Linked DNA regions of Zea mays: region 1 is linked to region 2. The links are chromatin contacts, called in public Hi-C maps. All regions are on one chromosome and are shown on one strand. Each heading gives the region's core, a stretch centred on a gene start, on an enhancer-like site or on the middle of the called end of the contact. The rest is flanking DNA. Distances are from core to core; before and after follow the strand shown.

The links. A called contact is a pair of places that touch in the nucleus more often than the background predicts.
Region 1: a contact with region 2 is called in a Hi-C map of endosperm, with 2.1 times the contacts expected there. The contact joins the promoter of LOC100275046 here to the enhancer-like site in region 2. A contact is called at or near these places in 2 of 25 Hi-C or Micro-C datasets (endosperm and leaf).

Annotation. Positions count from the first base shown.
Region 1 is chr2:4,388,707-4,391,855 of Zm-B73-REFERENCE-NAM-5.0, forward strand. LOC100275046 reads left to right here and starts at 1,631. Exons shown (of 2, transcript NM_001159434.2): 1 at 1,631-1,832. The coding sequence starts at 1,742. It overlaps LOC103645817 (ribulose bisphosphate carboxylase/oxygenase activase 2, chloroplastic), which reads left to right. Exons shown (of 12, transcript NM_001364552.1): 11 at 201-293; 12 at 530-831. The coding sequence ends at 634.
Region 2 is chr2:4,149,425-4,152,565 of Zm-B73-REFERENCE-NAM-5.0, forward strand. No RefSeq gene overlaps it. Among protein-coding and RNA genes, the nearest start is that of LOC100285244, 12 kb to the left of the region's middle. Within about 2 kb of position 1,562, at least 2 of the 20 cell types and tissues checked have an H3K27ac peak or open chromatin away from gene starts, as enhancers often do. A contact at or near this core is called in endosperm, where this site is marked.

The DNA of each region.
Region 1 (3,149 bases), core at 381-2,880, 240 kb after region 2:
GTCATGTTTGGCATGTAATGACTACATACATGACTAGAGCTAAATAAATCCTGAAAATATAGATGTGGGTGGTGGGCCTGTGTCAGGGTATTTAGTATGGAAAGGGAGGGGGTGCTTTTTTGCCCACTGCAACTTCCAAAAATGCCGTTCATATTCAGAGATAGCCTACGTCACATATCACCGTTTCCCTTGCACTGCAGTGGGTCGAAGAAATCGGTGGGCATGAACAGCTAAATGAGAAGCTTCTTAAGCGAAAGAAAGGCGAGGAGCTTCCAACGTTTATACCCCCAAAGGTATTCGATACTAAAGCAACACAGTCGTCGGTCTCTGCATATAGACTAGCCGCCTACTACCTCCAGTGAGGACAGCAAGACGTTCAGACAGACATTCAGGAAACAAGCTGGCCAGCAGCATGTCTCGCGTCTGAATCGGTCGTGCTCTTCTGACTGGAGGGAGTAGATGAGTTGCACAGATTAGACTGCTGCTAATTCCTTCGCCCGTCTTGATGTCATGTTTCTCCCTCGACCAGCCAACACTGGAAGCATTGATTGAGTCAGGGTACTCGCTGGTGAAGGAGCAGGAACTAATAATGAGCTCCAAGCTTTCAAAAGAGTATATGAAGAACTTAGAATAGTTTGATACACGAGAAGGGGTAACTTCTTGTTTTCAGTTTATTTGGAGCAATAATACACCATCCAATTTGTTCCAACATCCAACCACCGGAGTCGAATCGATGCTTCGATTGTCCCAGAAATCGTGGTGGGTTCAGATATGAACTGCTGAAAGGAACGCATATCGTCATTGTCCTTAATTACTCTCATCGTGCATTGCCAAAAAGTCTTTGGGTTGACTCGAAAGACTTGTGAGCTGTGCCACGGAGTGGCCCATGTATGTATGTATGTGGAGCGAGCGGAAGCGTCCAAAGAGCCTCATCAGTCCTCCTTCTGACACACAGTTTATACCTGCAAGATCGCTGATTATTTCTCGACATGCCATGCTGCCACGGCCTTGCGCTTGTGCAGGTTCACATCGCGATAGTCAATAGTACTGGAACAAGAAATCTGCAGAAATCCTATACCTGACTTAATTTGTTGCCACATCTGGGCCGGGGATGCGTGATCTAGGGGATTCTCAGCTCTCCTTGGCAATGGCATGAAAGGATCTGGTGGTACACTACCCTTTCATCTATTCGACCCAGATCAGACGTACTACACATGGAAACTAAACTAGTACTAGTAAATAATCTGGTGAGAAGAGAAGGTGATATGCGTGAGAGAGACCTTGATACCAGTTAATAAAGCTTTGCTTCGCTTTGCTTTGCTTGTGGGAAACCAATCCAACAGATACACGACGGCTAGCTAGTTTATCCTCCACGCGGGATTGCTTGCTTAATTAGCTTTTTTGATGATTTATTTGCGTGGCAGAGACGGTGAGCATGCATGCATGGCCGAGGGAGGGGGGAGCGTATTAGGAATGGGCGCCTGGCGCAGGGCCCGAGGCAACGTGTAGGGTATCCAACAGGGGTTAGGTGGCACTGGCAGCAGGCGGCGGCGGCGTCTCCTCCCCCTTTCTTCCTTCCTTTCTTTGTTGTACTACTACTACTTAAGCTCGCCGCTTCTGTTCACAGTCCATGTGATTGATTCTCTCCTGCTCCTTCTTTCTTCCATCTCTCCTGTCTCTCTTCTCTCTCTCTCTCTGTCTGTCTGTCTGGCAAAGGGCACTGACGGCCGCGGCGGTGTCGATGGAGTGGTGGCAGAAGGCGGTGGTGGTGCCGGTGAAGCGCGCGTGGATCGCCGCCGCCGCCCGGCTGACGACGCGACATAAGAAAGAAGGTAATATATCATGATCGCCGCCGCTGTTTGTACTATTATCCGTCCATTCCTCACTCACTCATTCATTCATCAAAACACCAGCATCCAAATAATTAAAGCTGCTGCTTCTTCTTGTTGTTCTTGTGTGTGTGAAACTGTGAATGTTGTAGTCTCTCCAACTGCATGCCTGCCTGCCTGCCTGCCTTGATTGGTTTATACTGATCGATTTCTTTTGTCTGCATGGCGAACAGTCAGTCATCAGTCCGTGATCCTGAACAATTCCTCACAATATGAATATATGTATAGATCCCGTCCGATCGGTCTCTAGCCTCGTTTTAGATTAGAGCCGCTGAACGCATCGTTTCAGTACTTAATCTAGACTAACCTTGTTGCAATCAATGTGTAAATGAAAACATTGTGATCGGTTATCTGTTCAGTTCTAGCCAGGTCGCCACCAAGCTAGTTTGCTTCTTCTCTGGCCGTCGTCAGACCAAACACGTGTCGCGCGTGCGGTTTGTATTGTATTAGCGGGGTGACGAGCTGACGGCGATCATCATGCGCGCGCGCACCGCACTCACATGCATGCACATCGATGAGTCATGCGTGGCCGTGTCGTTTTGCTCCCGTGCAAGAGGACAAAGCAGCGCGAGCTCTCATGGCGTGAGCAGCGGTCAGTGTGGCTTGGACACCGCACAACGCATGCATGGAAGTTTGCAGCTTTGCTTTTTTTTTCTTCTTGTTTCCGCGTGCACCAAGTAGGAGGAGTACAGAGTACTCCGTACGTACTACTATTGCAGTAGTAGGATAGGATGTTTTTTTGTTTCGATCGTGCGGCACGTGGCTGGATGTGAGGTGCATGCGGTTGCGGTGTCTCCAACTCGGCTGGTCTGTCGGCGAGTGCGTGCGTGCAGGATGCATGCATGTTTTAATTGTTTGTACCCTTGCTAGAGTCAAACTTTGAGGGAGTTTTTACTTGTATTTTATTACACGCACGCAAGCCGCATGCACACACAGCTATATCCATATATACATACACCTACTATTATCATTTACGTATTATAGAAATTACTATACGCGCATACACACACATCTATATATCCAATGGAAATAATGATACTTTAAATGAGATGTACTCCGGAAAGACTATTCATTGAAAATATTGTTTTTAATTATAACATGGTTTTTAGAATTATTAGACATAGAAACTATACGTCGCATGGTAAGGACATGTTTGGTTTGATCTCAATCCATATGGATACCTGGGATTGAGTAGGTTTAAATCTTGAGTAAGGCAAAAAAAATCTTTTTTATTTTTTTCTAATCTTATTCAAACTATAT
Region 2 (3,141 bases), core at 312-2,811:
GGAACCAATCGGCAACTGCACCATCTGACCAGGAGTTAAAACGATCCCACACGTGTTTAACGGGGCTGATCCGTCCGTTGCCCTGTAGTGCACAACAACAATTATTTAACCATTCAAGGTTTAATTTACTTTAGCCATTTAAAGTTTAGTTCGACCATTCAAAATATACTTCAGTCATTTAAGGTTTCAACATACAACATAAACAACTATTTAGATATTCTAGGTTTACTTCAACCTTTCATCAATTTTAAAATTTTATAAGGAAGAAACATTCAGAAATTTAAGGTTTACTTCAACCATTCAGGAATAAACATTTAGCGACTCAAAGTGATGAATTGAGGATGAGAGGCGGTTGTTGCGGCGGTGTTGAGTGGAGGCGCGACAATGAAGATCTGTGGACGTTGGGTGGTGTGGGGTCGGCGCGGCGGTGGGTTACATCAGATCGGAGATCGGAGCAGAGTTGGCTAATTATACGGTGGTCGAGCGCGACGTGTGAGTGGCGGGGGCGTGGCCGAGCGGGACACACGAGCGTTGCGCGGAAAATCGGTTGGGTGGGCTAGCGTGCAGGGATGGTTCAACAGATTTAATTGGGTGGGTTAGTTACCTGTAGATGATCTCCACATGTGTGAGATGAATAAGAATATCGCCCCTTATATGTTCCTTACCTCCCATACTACTTAAATAGCCCATTAGGATCATAGCCCCATATGGAGATATGTAGCCGTTGCATCCCAAACAACCATCTCTCTATGCACCATCAAACCATATGACGCTTGGTCGCCGAACCAATATAATGCGTCAGAGTTTGATGACTCCGAATGGACACTATATCAGCACTAGTCACTGGTGACCGTTGGGCATGCCTCTGATCTATAGCTTATGGCCGAACCAATATAATGCGTCAGAGTTTGATGCCTCCGAATAGACACTATATCAGCACTAGTCACTGGTGACCGTTGTGCATGCCTCTGATCTATAGCTTATGGCCGAACCAATATAATGCGTCAGAGTTTGATGCCTCCGAATGGACACTATATCAGCACTAGTCACTGGTGACCGTTGGGCATGCCTCTGATCTATAGCGTATGGTTCAACGTCCCATTTTTCTCTCAGGAACCTTTATAGTGATTATTGCGAACTCTATCTCTAATAGTTGTACACCTCTGCACGTGATCGGTCTGACTATTCTCTATGCGTGGACATTGAGACCATATGGTTTGACGCTCTACTTCAATTCACATGCAGATGAGCGAGCTAAACAAAGGTTATGTTGTTTGTGTCCGTGGGAGTATGCCTGCCGTCATCCTCTACATCTAACCAATCACAAATTTTGCAACCAATCACGTGGTATGAGTCTGACGCTCCTCTAAGCATGTATATGTAGATATAGAGATTAGGTATATATATCGATACAAATATGAGCGCACATATATAAATATTACCCATCACGAGAAAAGGAATATATGTCGAGGAGAATTGTGATATAGATATACATATAGTACGTGGCTGCTGTACGTGTGATCTGGACAAACGTTTAATTTGGACAGAAACAGGCACTGCACAATATAGTCATTGCGGGTTTGCATGCCCCGACAGCTCCAAGAACATGATCCATGCAGGCATGGGCCATATATGGACACCGGGTCATTAGCGGTTGGGCAGTAGTTCATGTCATCTGTTAATTAAGCATCATTATTGGCACCGGACAAATCGTGTAAGCGTTCGGTTACGAGTGCATTATCACATAACCACTCCCTCTAGCTCGGATTTATTAGCAAGAGCTAGCAAAGGCAGGTAACAGAAGGGACGCGCGCGAAAAGTTGCAGGCCTCTCGATCGGCCACAGAGACATACGTGTTCCTTGCATACCTTAACGCCGCATCCGACTGCATGCATGCGTGCATGCTTTCTCTCCCGGTCCGCCGTGTTCGCCGATCGTGTGTGTGATGTGCACGCGAGTGATTAGCACGCCCTACCAGTCGGATCGGATTCTCCTTTCGCCCGGCCGTCGTCGTCGTCGTCGTCGTCGTCGTCGCACCTCTCTCCCGTCCCGTCCGGCGTCCCGTGTGTGCGTGCATGAGGCCGACGGCACTGGTTTAGACGTTGGACCAAACGAAAATAATAATGCGTCGTTTAGGCAGCAGGCTATAGGTAAGCATGCACTAGCAGCAGCAGCAGCTATCACTCCCAGCTGCTACAGCTAGCGCGAGCGTATAGCAACGACGACCCTAGCTAAGCTAGTAGCCAGTAACTGACCTCTCCCTGATCGTGATGCGTAAATGGAAGAAGAAGAAAAAAACGAGAAGATTATCTTATCTATATATATATGCACGTCGTCCGCATACTCTGATTACTGATACGGTGCCCGCGCAAGACTTTTTAGAATTTATTTTGTCACGGGTCAGCGTCGAATCGACTGGAACTAACGGGCACTTAATTATTAGCTTGCGCGGATCATATTCATCCATCCTTTTCCCGCTCGCCGGCCGGCTCGCCGTCGCCACTGGAGAAGGAGCGGTCGGGGTTCGTGACTACGAGCGGCGGCGCGGCGCCGTGCCTTCTTGGATCACCATTCACCACCAGGATTGTTATTAGCTACTACTATTATTATTATTCATGCCAGTATGACCGATCATCTTTTATGTGCAGGTACAAGTAGGCCACCAAACAAATATGCAGCTCTGCGCTCTGACCAAGTCAAATTTCATTTGACTAAGTTTAATAAAACAGTATCCATGCTTACATCTTTGATAAGTAGTATGGCGTAGGGAGAAAAATATATTTCATGGCCAGTTTAGCGATACCTATCGATATATATAATAGTAACCCTTAGATTTTTTATAGGTTTAATTCAATGTAAACCTTTTTCATTTCAAGGAAACTGAAAAGGCATATACTAACGTACTAGCGGTATCAATTCGTGTTGGGGCGGAGCGGCTAGCCGGCTAGAGAGAAAGAGAGAGAGAGAAAATGCACCACCGGCAGGCATGCTGCCGTTGCGCGTGGAATGAAGCCTCGGCGGGCAAGGCAATCAATCCATGCATCCGCTGCCTGCCGGGCGGGCGGAGGTGGGCCAGGCACCCCCCATGTGCGCTCATGTGGTGGTTTGCAACGCCCGGCCCCACCACCCACCACTTCGCCT